Regions from separate parts of the Anas platyrhynchos genome. Here region 2 is linked to region 1. A link is a contact called in public Hi-C data. All regions are on one chromosome and are shown on one strand. Each heading gives the region's core, a stretch centred on a gene start, on an enhancer-like site or on the middle of the called end of the contact. The rest is flanking DNA. Distances are from core to core; before and after follow the strand shown.

Region 1 (6,661 bases), core at 726-3,225:
ATTTATTCTATAAACAAAATGTGCAAAAATGTACTCTGAAAATGGATGAAGCTGAATGCCCAGACCAGCTCAGTGGAGAGACCCTGAACTTGAAAGAATCTTCAGTCTTTCAATATTAAAATAACTATATAGAATCATTTAAAATATCAACTGTCCTTTATGCGAGTGGTTTGAAGTTTTCCAGGACTGGGTCTATGCCTTGCATGAATGTAACTGCACACAAAACTGCAACTTCATTAGGCAAAAACATATCTGCTACTCAAGTACTGGTACCTGCAGGCAAGCAACACCCTACATCATTGTCAACTTCTGAACTTCTGTTACAGCCATGTTAGCTACTCATAGTGGTAAGCAACAATACAAGCAGGACAGCTGGGAGTATTTCATTACAGTACAAAAGTCTTATATAGTTCCATATTATCAACTTTCCTCCTATGCTTTCTTTCCACTCTGGACTTTTTTTTTTTTTCACCCCTGGAATTCATAGCAGGACATCTCAACTTTGCAAAAATTGCTACAAACTTCAACAAAAGAGAATCACAATCCTTCCAACAATAGCATACCTTACTCATTTTTATAGAAAAGGACTCAAAAAGAATTACACAAATCTGTGCACATACTTGTATGCTTTTTAGAACTACTCTTACACCAGTGAGTAAGAAACACAAAGATGACGTTTATAAGACCACCACATCTTGACTAGCAGATTGGAATTTTCATTTTTCATGTGGTCAATTTACACATCAATCACAGGCACTGAATTATACTTTTGTAACTTGCTGTCAGCAGCCAGGTCTACCTATGTCACAGGTAGCTCTCCTTGAGACATACTACACTGTCTTAGGACACTGAACCCTACGAGGCTTTGCAAATATCAGTTACAAGTATGTATAAATAAATGGTTGTGATTCCTTTTGCTTTCTATACTCAGTTAGGAAGAGGCTCCCCAGAAGACCTACTTTTTTATTTGTTTTAAAACAAACAATGCATTAAAATGAACTCTGATCTTTAAGGAAATAAGCTATTTGTTGAAAATGTTTCGCTCCTGATCCAAACACAACAGTGACACCTGTTTCCTCAAACAAGCAATCTTATAAAATACTTGCTTCCTTAACTCAATTTAATCCTAAACTACCAGCAGGCTTGGCACCAGCTAAACCCTGCCGTAAAAGGGAAAATAATCTGACAGGTTGTTCTGCTTTAACGAAGTTACAATTCTGACGAGGTTTGTGCCTTTGGACTCCAGCCTTCTGAACGTTTTGCTAGGGTAACTTCATTGCTTCTCATTTAGAGGCTCTTTAAGCATAGATGATGAAGTTATAGCTAGCTCTGCTTCTTCATGACATATTTAGGTTGATTCAGATTTCCTTACTCAAAAAAAACATTACAAAAGAGACTCAAGGCATGAAAAAATTTGATCAATAAATAAAAATCAGTATAATTTCAGAGTAATTACTCAAACAAGGGAGGGGAGTGACAAGCTCGTCAGTATACATTTAACAAAGCAGAGTCTTCTGCTGCATCAGCAACCTTGATCCCAGTACTCCTTGTTTCTGAAGGTAACTTTTGAAAATGAGCACAATGGAACACTAAAGCTTAATTTCCTGGCTTTAAAAGCTAAAATACATCATGACATAAAACTGTAAGAGCCAAACTCAATCTTCAACATGTAATTACCCAGGCCTTTGACTAATACCATCAAGCACATATCTCACACTTTTACCGTCACCTTACACATATCAAGTATGGCACCAGCTCCTTGTGATGCAGAACATCACCACTTTTTCTTTGAATTCCAAATGACACTTAGATGGATTCAGCAAATATGGCAAGTCTGCTGTGCTACCAAGAACACAAACACAGTCTGTCCAGGCAAGGCAGATCTCACACTGAGCATGTCCACAAGCTCCATCTGCACATCTCCTGTGACGTGCATGATGTTACACATCCATCTCCATGCCCTGACCACACACATCTGTGGCCAGAGAAGGACTCCATCATCCTGCTTGAGGCATGTGTTTGTTACCACTACTATGCTTTGAACCTAAGGACTCTGGAATTGCAACACAGATGAAGTAACAAACAGTGACAGGACTATGTGGCTCTCCTTACTAGTCCAGCTATTGAAAAAGACACTTAACTAGGGGCCAGATGAATGTTTTGTGTTCCTACAGACTTGTGTGTCAGCACATAAACCTGGCAGAAAGGAACAGAGTCAACCTGGAGGACCGAGACGATCCCTCTCTGCTATAGAGCTAACTTCTATGTCTACCTATATCAAGAGTGACACTGTGAAATGTTTTGTTTTTCCACAGTTACGGGTATGAGACCTCACATTGAAGCAGATAACATGAAATGTCAGGAGACGTGGAAATTAAACTTTTGTCCCGCTGGACTGTGATCCGAGGCAACATTCCCTAGTTCAGGCCTCGCTTCTGTAGGAACAACAGGCAGATATTCTGGTACAAGTCATTCTGTCCATCCTGTTCAAAGGGTGAATTGTGTATGGGCAGCCACGAATGAAGCGTAGGAGGCTCGATGAAGCCAAAGTATTTGTATGGCAGTAATGCATGCAGAAAACTAATGAAGAACCAGCTAGGATTTTACTTCATACAAAAGACTTTTTTCATCTTCCCTTTTATATAGAGATGTTTACCTTGACTGCTGAGACATCCCCTCAAACTTATTTGCAGCCTTAGTTGAAGGTGGGCCCAAATCATTACCTGAGGCGAAAAAAAACAATTACAAAAATGAACATTAGGATAACTGAAATACGATCAGCAGAGGGTGCAACTTAAAGCAAAGTCCACAGTCTTTCAAGTATGCTCTATACAATGCCTGAAGATTTTAAAGATCATTCTTTGCTAACAATTTAGTAACTGAAAAAGCTACAGGGACCTCAATAATCCAATCTGACCTTTCATATAGCACATTTCAGAATTCACTGCTAGCTCACATCTGCTGTCAAGGGAAGACTGAATTACATTGCTGAGTTGATGCTGTAAGGCATTTGTTTTGAATACTGTGTTTCAATTTTCTCTGAAAAGGAGATACTGCAGGCCAGTATCCAAATATATTTATGGCAGATGTTTACATTTTGAATTATAAAGCAAACCGTTATAAAAATCAACACAAATTTGATTTTATTCACAAAGTATCAACTTTCTAAGGATTGGTATTTTATTGTACAGAGTCATTAAATCAAAGGCTATTCTTTAAGCCTTGTTACCATAATATCACCATAAATTGAACGTTAACTCATGGTAAAAACAAGATCCTGGGTATATTCAGTTATATCAAAATGTAGTAAAATCCAAACCCACATGCTTCTCAGCTCCTTCAACAGAAAGCTTTTCTTTCATTAATCATTATCCAACTACTTTGTTTTAGTGCCTTTTTTGTTCCCCCTTCTCCCTTATGTTACAGCATATCTCAACAGCCTGAAAGCCAACTTCAAAAACATTACATCTATTTCAGAGACAAAATTGACTAAAATGGCATTTAATGATCCGAGAATGCACAACACTTCCTATGCAAAAGAATGACATACCTTGCTAGATAGCATTCTTAGTGCATTGAGGTCTAAATGAAACAGAGAAGGCTGAGCCTCCCTAAAAGTTTTTGTTTATATTAAAGAAAAAAAGAAAGGAGAAGTACAAAACATTTTTAAGACTAAAAACAAACTAAGCCTTTCACATATAGATCCTATGGAAAACAAAAATATCTCATGGTTGCTATGGAAATCCAGCATCATCAAAAAGACATTTCTAGAACATATGTGAATTGTAACTTAATTTGCTTAGACATAAGCTAAGGATTGTTCTGCTTGAAGCCTCAGCTAATGCACAGACTTGACAAAAGCTGAAATTCAAAATTACAAGAAATATAGCAACACAGAAAAGGAGCTTCTGAAAGGGAAAGCAGTGAGCATCTTACAACATTCTTACACCAAAGCCACAAAGGCTCGTATCTACAAGGGCCTTCCTCTTTTATAAACACAAAACTTAATACTTGCTTCAAATCCAAATGGACTTTGAAACAAGTTTTGTGCAGTTCTCAGCTAAGAAAAGGAGGAGAAAATGCCCCTCTTCTATCCACTGAAGTTTAGTCTATGTAGCGTAGGCAGAAAGACAGAAGAAGCAATGTTCCACTACAAAAAAGCCTAACTCCACACTTGCACCTTCCTGTATTTTGGTTTCCTTCAATGGTTACCCGGTATTTTTAAAGAAAAGTTGTCACTAACTTAGCATTGGCTCCCACCACACCTTTCATTCTGGTAGTGTTACATTATGTAATATTCTAGTGTCTGGTATTCTAGGAGTTGATTTGGACTTTAAACAAAAAAAATCTTTGAAGTCCAAGCTCTTCCAATGTCTTTACTACCTCTGAAATAGTAAAGGACTACTGTAGGAAACATTTTTCCTTATCCCAGATGTCTGAAAAAGTAGATAATCAAAAAGATTGCCATTTTGTACTCCTTGAGAAAAACGCTTCATCTTTCATTGGACTCCGTATTTCACTTCATATTAAATCCTAGATTAAGTCAGATAATATTCTACATGTGAGCACTACAGGATTTAACACACGTAACTCACTTTGCTGGGGGAAGAAAAAATGCTTTTATGCATTTATGATATTAATTTTGTGTTTACATGCAAATAGAAAGAGGACATTCCTAAGATACGAGTAGTGTATGGATGACCCCCTTATGGAAGTATTAGATTCCAGCTCAAAAATCTATGCATTTATGGAAATCCTGACAGGATCACTAAAATTACAGAAAATTACATAGTCTTAAGATTGATAGCTACAGGGAGAAGTTGACGGCATAGAGAAACATTTATTGCAAAGAGGAAGAATTTGAGTAGAATGGAAATTAATTTCTAAAAAGCCTGTGTCAGAGAGGTATCCTGTTAAAAAAAAAAAAAAAAAAAAGTGCTGTTTCTGTATAACTTCTGCTGGTAGAAGGATGCAAACCTATCCGTGTTTGGATACAGACAACATCACAAAACCTGAAAACATAAGACAACACATCCCACCAGGTAGGTGTGAACACTGCACAGGAGAGACTTGGTACAGAGCCCCAGGCCACGAGCTGTTCTGGGAATCAGGTGAACTGCACAGACCCACCGGGGGGGCATCTGCCCCCAAATTGAGATCCACCCAGACCAATTGGCTGGTCAGGGCAGCAGCAGGGGTGAGCGAACAGATGTAGAGAAGTTTCAGCAGATGAGAGGGATGGGGTGAAGCAGCCTGGGAAGCTAAGGGTAGAGAGAGGGAGGCAGCAGAGGAGACCGAGCTGGGCCCCAGGGAAGCGTGGAATATTTTCAGTTTTTCTCAAGTGAGACTCAGATACAGAAGCCTGGAAGCTACAGTGGCCAAAGACAGAACTGTTGATTTATCTGAGCTGACATTACATCAAGCTGCAATCATCGGAAAGCAAGCACCAGGTGAAAGAAACCAAAGATCATATATCATCCAGCATAAAGGCTTTTCCCCTGCCCTTTTTGTTTTGCAGTTCAAAACTCACCCCAAGGAATTGGGCCCTTATTCTGGGGTCCATGAGGTAGTGGGCTTGGTGGGTCAGAGAGGGTTCTTTTGTGTCCTGGGGGTGGGGGAGGTGGTCTCTTCTTGGAAAGAGTGGAGCTGCCACTAGAGGTTTGAGTGCTTAGAGGGAGGGTTGAAGGAGGGCCTGCAAGATAACAAACAACCTTCTTACAAATACATGTGCATAAACAGCAAAGCAGCACCGAAAAAAAAAAATCACAGTCAGACCACAGTGAAGTGCAGCAAAGGACTAAAATCAAAAGACGAGCCATGCCAAAACACCATTTGGATTCAATGACACATTCACCGCATTTGTAACCAGGTTAGCTGTGGGAAGATAAGCAACTTGACAATAAAACAACACGCATACTTATGTTTGAAAATACAGGATTAATCGCTCCAGGATTTCTAATTTCAGGTATCGTTTAAAAAAGATCTTAAAATTAAGTAACATTTAGCAATTGGGGTTTCACTTACTATTTACACATATCAGAACAAAATAGCATCCTAGATGTTCAATTATGTGGCTAGTTTTTTGTTGTTTTTTACCTCCTTTCTCTAGGGCATGACATACCAACTCTCTAAGAAAGTGGAGGGGGGAGGAAGGGTAGAGAAATGTGTCTTCAAATTTTCTTTGCTTTGTATTTTGAAATAAACCAATTTTTTTCCTACAGTTATTTCCCATTTTTTTATTTCTTAAACATATTCTTAGAGCAATGAAAATTGTTGTATGCTGCATATATATAAACATATATCAGAAAGACCTTTTGATCAGGTTGAGATTAGATAGTTAAATTTGCTTGTAGGACCTTACACAGTCACCTAAACCCTGCATGTCCCCCAAATCAATGTTGGCACAACTATTAATCAATACAGCGTGTTCTACATGACACAGGAACAGATACTACTTAAAAGAAAAAGTAACCCGAGGGGAAGACAAGAGTTTTCCCTATTTAACTTCACCATTCACCTTCAAAATGTCTTCAACAAGAAACTGAAGGAAGCAGGCAGCACAGGGCACAAGCATGCAGCGAGGGGACAACTGCTCAAGTCAGCCATCATTACTGCCAAAACAAATTATTTGTGACACTTATCTAATTTAGTTCTACATTTC
Region 2 (6,988 bases), core at 2,989-5,488, 85 kb before region 1:
GAAGTTACTTTTTTTTTTAAGATCACACATCATCAATAAAGGCTCCTTTCTGAACAACAGTGAGTTCAAAACCTGCCATATCAGGAAAACGGAGCCCTGCCAGGGAAAACAGCCTAGTGAAAAAGGCTCACATTCCTTCAAACCAGAATTGTAAAATACAGGCAGCTCCGTGTTTATTCAGACCATTTTTCCATTTAGAGGAAATCTAGGGAAAGGCTCTGAAGACTCCACAGTTCCTCTAGAAGTGGCAGCGTTGAAGTCTTGTTAATTTGGGAATATTTTAGTGGCACAGCTGACAGTGAACGGCTTAGTTTATCATAGTTCATGTCATTATGGAGTGCCAGACAAGTTCACAGCAAGACCTAGTTTGTCTGGAAGGATTATTCTGATTTTTAAAACAGAATTTGTATTGGAAAGGGGAGAGATGAGGCTGTGAGAAGTCCACTCTGATTTACCCTTGAGTAACTCTGCAACTATGCCAAGAGCAAGCCTGTAAGTAAAAAAAATAAAATAATAATAATAAAAAATCATAGCTTTTAGGAGACAAAAGGCTTTCTCTAGACATATTTATACCCAAACGCAATTTACACTTCACTTTCTCCTTAGAAGTTTTAAATCTCAGGAAGTCTTCTGCAGTGCTGTAACTCCTCCAACAGAGGTCACTGCCTTACAATTTCATCTTCCAGATAAAGGGAAGCGTGTAACAAATGTGTTGACACTATTTTATACTATCTTAGCATCTTACATGACTGAGAGCCAGCAATTTCCTTCCAGCCCAAATACAGTATTTAACCAACTGAGATTATCAGGGAAAAACTGGCTGATCTTAAAGTATTTTTTTTCTCCATACTGATAAAATGATAAAAACTGAATGTTCTCAACTTTCTTTGAATAAAGAAAATATTGAAGGTACATAAAGATGAAAAAATACATTCAACAAGAGATGGAGATTGAAATTTTTTAGAAAATATTTTTACAAAAGCTCTTCTTACTCTACAAAAGAAGGTATCCCTATTAAAACAGCACTATTTCTCTACTATAATAAGTTTTGTAATTCAAGGCTATGGTTTAAGAGCTATCAAGCTCCTTTATCAAAAATAAACACACAACCAAAACAATTTGTGTGCCAAACCCTCCTCCCGTCAGCTTTTCATTCAAGAGTAAAAAAAAAAAGTTCTCCTTTTATTGTCTGGACAGCAGTGAGATATGTTCAACCCCTATCTTCACTACAGGGTCTAATACAATTGCTCTACCACCTTGAGTTGGCATTTTACTCGTGAAAAAGCACTCTTTTGCAATCCCGAGTTTATATGGAAATGTGTTTTCCTTCAGAACAGCTCCATTTTTATCCATGCAAATCAGACTGCCATACACTTCAGTAAGCAAGCTGGATGAAGTTTCCTCTGAGGCTCTGACAAACGGCCTGCCCATTACTGCCATCTAATGTGCTCATGCAAGGAGTACAGTCATCTGCATTGCTCCTCAATGCTGAAATGAAACGTTTCATTTTAGTTTGGCTCTGAACCACTACACTGAAGCCCTTTCAGTGCCTTGCAGCTCCTATCCTAACAATGTTATATTATCTAGTCAAAAAGCTGATGGGTATATCTATTCATTTACATATTTTAATCTCAAAAGATTTTCTTAGCTTGTGCAAACGCAAATCTCACGTGTATGAAGCTGATGCTGACTGTCCATTTCAGAATTTCATTGACAACCTGTCCCTGGCCAACCACAGAGGAATAGATGTCCTATGGCCCTCCAAAACTCATAGCAGGGAAGGCAGAACTGGGTATTCCAGGAAAGCTTTCTGATTTTTCTGTAGAGCCTTCCTTTACCAAACCACCCATCAGACAGAGCATGCTTGCAGTCAGCTAACGAAACCCACCAGGTTCCTGACGGTACAACAGAAGACGATCAGCAGAATGCTACCCCATCCATCTGTTTTCAGAACAGAAACAAAGTCAGACAGGCATTAGGCTGGGAAAAAAATGGTCTCTACATGGTTGTTTGCTTCTTCAAAATTTCACAAGAGATTTCTTGCAAGATCAGGTTTCTGCAGCAGTCTGTTATTTCCAGTTAGTTCTTCAGATTGTCTCATGAGGCATAGCATCGACTACCTTGAGTCTCAATACTATTTTTTCTTTGTTAGAAAGGTAGTGTGGAAAAAAAAGCCTAGACCAATGCGAACTAATTGTGCTGAATATCTTGTTTTATACTTTTTAATTCCCACCTAGTTTCCACTATTGGAAATACAGGGGAATGTTTGCTATTCTCCAGAGATGTTACACAACCTGCAATCCTGTGAGATCAGCAGCAAGTATGAGGAGCGTTATGTGGAGCTCTGATTTCCTGCACTGGTCCCTCAGTGAATTCTGCAAAGCTGTACCATCTTGCACCACAAGGTGTTTGCTCTCATTTACAAGTCTAGCTGAAAGGGACCTAGAGACTCATAATTCATTAGGTACTTTAGTGGAGACCCTCCTTGGTTTAGCTATGATAATGCACACAGAATAACTTTTTAAGAGGTGATGATATATTATGAAGATATGGTCTGGAGGTATTACTGAAAGGAGGGCTATCAAAGTGTAGTGAGCCAAGCCAATCAGATAATGGCAATCCGGCTGACATAAACTAGCTGGATTACCAGTGCCCTTCATTAAAAGTACTCAAAAGAGTGCTTTTAAAGAGAAAAACAAACCTACCTACAGGATAAGGAAGATCCCTGAACAGTTAGAAGGAACAGACAAAAATAGTAAGTGATCAATTCTCACTATGGAGGGACATCGCCAGTGGAGGGAGTTTCTCACAGTAATGCTGTTCAATACATAAGCAGATGACCTGGGGAGGTCCAGAGCAGTAAAAAGGAAGTTTGCAACTCATGGTGATATTCAGGCTAGTGAGGAAAAAGGCAGGCAGGCAAAAGAACCTCACAAAGCTAACATGACATGACAATGAAATCCAATTGTGGAAGTGTAAAGTGATGAACCAAAGTAAAAACTACCCTAACTTTATACTGAAGATTCTCCACTCCAAGCTATTACAATTCTGGAACAAAACCTTTAAGTCATGCTCAGTTTAGCTAAGGCTTGCATTTAATTACGCTCATAAACAGCTAAAAAAAATACTTAATCTAGGTGTTCAGAATTAAGAAAGGAATGAGGAACACCATTACACTTCAGTATTGAATCTGCAATTTATACAAGGGAATTCTGGTCCCTTAATCTCAAAAAAGAAATGGAAGAACAGGAAAAAAATAATGAAGGACTGCACAGATGATCAAAGCTCTGCCACAACTTCCACAGAAGAAACAGTTCAGCTGTCTTATGCTCCTCATCTGAAAGATTTTCTGATGTGGGGAAAATACAACAAAGAACTATAAAGTCATAAGTAATATGAGGAACACATAAATAAAGAAACAAAACACAGACTCTTAACATTACCAGTTGCACTAAACAAAACTAGAAGGAACCAGGCTCAAGAATAAATAAGGAGCTGATCGGTCTTTATGCAGGTCAGCGCAATTCACTGAGAAAGGATGCTACAAGTCTGCAGCTGTGCTAGGGGAAAACCAGTACATACTGGTTTAAATTTAAAGCCATTAAAGAACATTGAACACATTTAACAATTACACTTGACTCAAGAACACTTGGTCTGAAAATATTTCTAACCTAGAACCATCATCAATATATTCCCTCCTGGTTTCTGTTCATCCCTAGGCATCTATTTATGTTAAAGGTTCAAGTATTACTGTATTTTAAGCTTTTTCAATTGTTAACCTTATTCAGAAAGTGCCATCTAATGAAGTTTGCCTCATTCTTTAAAGGCTTTAAAGTTTTCAACAGTCTCTAGAACTTTACCATTGTTATCTTACTGGTGTTTTCCCCGTTCAAAATGTTGCTTGGTTAGGGCTTCTACCAATCCCTTCAAGCCCTTTACACTGGTGATCCCCTTTTGGTTTGAGATGCTATCAAACTTTTGGCAGCTGTTTTGTTTCAGCACGGCTGGAGAAGGTGAAAACATTAACAGTCAGAGATATCTGAACTGAAGGGCTGCTCAAGTGGCCAGCATCATTTCTGTTTATAACCAATTTCCCTTCAACACCAGAAACGTTGATGCAGTTTCTTCAAAGAAAACAGAAGTTTCTTGCCATGTGCTGTAGCTGTTCTCTGGGCAGCCTTTCCTCCTGCAGGCAGCAGCACTCCCAGCGATACCCTGAGCTTTGCTAGCTGTGAGGGATGACTCACCTTCCTGAGCAGAAGCAGCACTGTCCTGGTAGAGGAGTAAGTGAGGAGTGGGAAAGGATTAGCAAAACCAAGTGCATGTATCCAGAGGGAAATAAAATGGTAATTCCTGGAGACCGTGTACTTGGCTACGCAGCCCCATGGTCTGCTTCAGTTACTCTTACACTGTATCCTTTGCAAACGCACAGCCTGCTGTAAAGGTTTGCACTGGTTCAAATTGCAGCTTTGCTAAAACACTTACCCGTGACTCTGGATTTAAAGGCTACTACCAGGTGAAAACACTACTACTGCTAACACTGGATCTTCTCCTATCCATCTGTTGCAGATTGGGAAAAATATTACTGTATGCTTACCCAGTTCCTAGACTCCATAACACAGGCAAGATAGTAGATTAGATGGACTGTTTATCTGATCTGGAATCACTATAAGCTCTCCAAAAATTAACAAAAAACGATACAAATCTCAACAAAATCAGTGTTGTTGTTGTTCTTTCAAAGCAAGTCTTTCAACACATTTACCAAATACTAAAATCAGGGAAAAATTATTTCTGTGACAGAAATAATATAAGGCAACTGTGCCTTATATTCTTAATTTCTGAATGGGATATCAAAAAGAGTTTTGGATATGGCACTCAAATGTTTTCCCACTATTGTCAATAAAACTGATGAAAAATTAATTGATCTCCCCAGAATTTGAATGACTTTTTGATGATTCATCAGGAATGGAAGTAAAATATATCCCATCTCACATTTGGTAGTTACCTTACTAATATGACACAAAAGACAGCTATGCTGGCACAACACAATAAACACATACTATAACACATTGTGAAGTAGCTTAAAAAAGTAGCAGGTTATAAAACTAGAAAGGAAAGCCTTCACATGAGCATATACTACCTGTTCAGATTTATAAACCTTCTCAGAGTAATTGCTTCTGGCTTAAGGCAGGTGGCTCAGAAAAGATTTGAAGTTATGCAGTAACATAAGTAAAGAGACAAAAAAAAATACCGAGAAGGAAAAACCATTCAAATTTTCCAAGAATTTTAAACATGATCTTCCAGGATAAGTTTTAAAGTGTGGCTAACTACTGTGTTCTACACACTAAAAACGCACATTGCTACAGTGAGTCTTCAAAATCATTACTAGGCTGTGTGGCGATGTACCAGGTAAACAAAAATCCAAATGCTTGCAACCCATTTAGTATCTTTAACCACAGGGACACATGCATTAGGCTACAGATCAATGGTTTCCCAAAGAAAATGATGGCTTGCAGAAGTCGTGGAAGCAACTTGGGGAAAAGAAGTTCTTGAAAAGAAAATTGCTAATATTCAGTATGGCCCATTTTACCCGTCCATATTAAATTTTTCATTCCTTATGTGTCGGGAAAGTTTTCAAGCAGGTTAAGTTTCGGTTCTTACCTACAGCCAGTGCTGCACTCTGTTCTTGGCCTCCACTCTGTTTCAAAAGAAAAAAAAAAAGATTATGAAAATACATTCCTTAGCACCAAAAAACTTCAGTGTAATGCTATGCAGCCTTGCAAAAGCTAACACATCTGCTCCAGACAGTACTATTCTTCAGAATCTACCTCATAAATGTAGTTCTGAAGCTATGTGTTACTGACTTTTGAAAAATACATGAAAAAACTAGAATGCAGAATTGTTCTATCTGTAGGCATACAAATAAATAGGGAACAATTATCTGGCAACAAACTTGTTTCTAGGGAAAAGGGCTGCTGGTGTTAGATACTCTGAAAGAACACATATGCCATAATAAATTTAATTACTAGAGGGTCAAAGCTGTAATAAAATATCAGTGGCAAAATTAGATTTAATTCATATTCTCCTAAATCCCACCTACTCTCACCAGATACTTTATGCATGTTTTTTTCCTCCTCATGACCATAGACTGCTCAATTCACACTTTGAGGCAAAACAACAAAAACCAGAACACTAACTGGAAAATGTTGGTCCCCTACAGGTCGGGGCTGAACTCAAGTTGTGAACAGAAACCAAAACCAGTCAGATCCAACAAAAACACTACTTCAAAAAGCTCATTTCCTGAAATAACAGAAAATTGAAATAAAAAAAAAATCACACAGGAAACAACATTTAAGAACAGAGAAGTTTCTACCTAAAAACAGATTTCTGGGTAGTCAAGAGCACCGGTTAAGATTATTTTGACTGGAAGTCCAACTAAATTTAGATAGACTAACTAAACAGAGCTATTAACAATCAGGAACAGTCCAAATTCATTAGAATGGCCAAAGTATATGAGTAAATGTGAAAGTGACAGGCAGAAAAAGCACAATAGGAGCAAAGGTAGGAAAAAATTAAAAATCCCTAACAGTATTAGTTTATTGCTACAAATACATGACTAAATTTCCAACTGATACAATTATTAGAAAAATGAAGAATTGCTCAGCTCTTCACATCTTTCCATATAGAATATCCCATTTGTAAGCGCTGAACACTTTTGAGAAGTGTGCTGATGCTCAGCTAGCTTGTCCTCAAGGCTTTAGAGAAATGAATGAAAGTTGATTATTAACAAAAGTCTTCCAGGGCTCTTGTGATAACGGAGAGGAGGACAGAAGTTTAGAGCCCTTAGGCAAAAGGGAAGCAACCAGGAGAGCTCAGAATTATAGGTCTGTTAGACCAAACAACAGGCAGAAAGACAGGAATCCACTAACTGGATTCCCATCTTTGTCACAGAATCACCTCAGTTGGAGCAGACCTTCAAGATCACAAA

Evidence for each region. Hi-C and Micro-C count contacts between places; a contact is called where the count stands out from the background.
Region 2: a contact with region 1 is called in a Hi-C map of F1 follicle, with 4 times the contacts expected there. The contact joins two enhancer-like sites. A contact is called at or near these places in 5 of 8 Hi-C or Micro-C datasets (F1 follicle, liver, skeletal muscle and 1 more).

What each region holds. Positions count from the first base shown.
Region 1 is chr2:9,455,040-9,461,700 of IASCAAS_PekinDuck_T2T, reverse strand. It overlaps ASAP1 (ArfGAP with SH3 domain, ankyrin repeat and PH domain 1), which reads right to left. Exons shown (of 30, transcript XM_072034307.1): 25 at 5,531-5,692; 26 at 2,657-2,723. Among named protein-coding and RNA genes, the nearest start is that of CYRIB, 42 kb to the left of the region's middle. Within about 2 kb of position 1,975, at least 1 of the 8 cell types and tissues checked has an H3K27ac peak or open chromatin away from gene starts, as enhancers often do.
Region 2 is chr2:9,542,336-9,549,323 of IASCAAS_PekinDuck_T2T, reverse strand. It overlaps CYRIB (CYFIP related Rac1 interactor B), which reads right to left. Exons shown (of 14, transcript XM_072034311.1): 5 at 5,662-5,698. Among named protein-coding and RNA genes, the nearest start is that of CYRIB, 45 kb to the right of the region's middle. Within about 2 kb of position 4,238, at least 1 of the 8 cell types and tissues checked has an H3K27ac peak or open chromatin away from gene starts, as enhancers often do.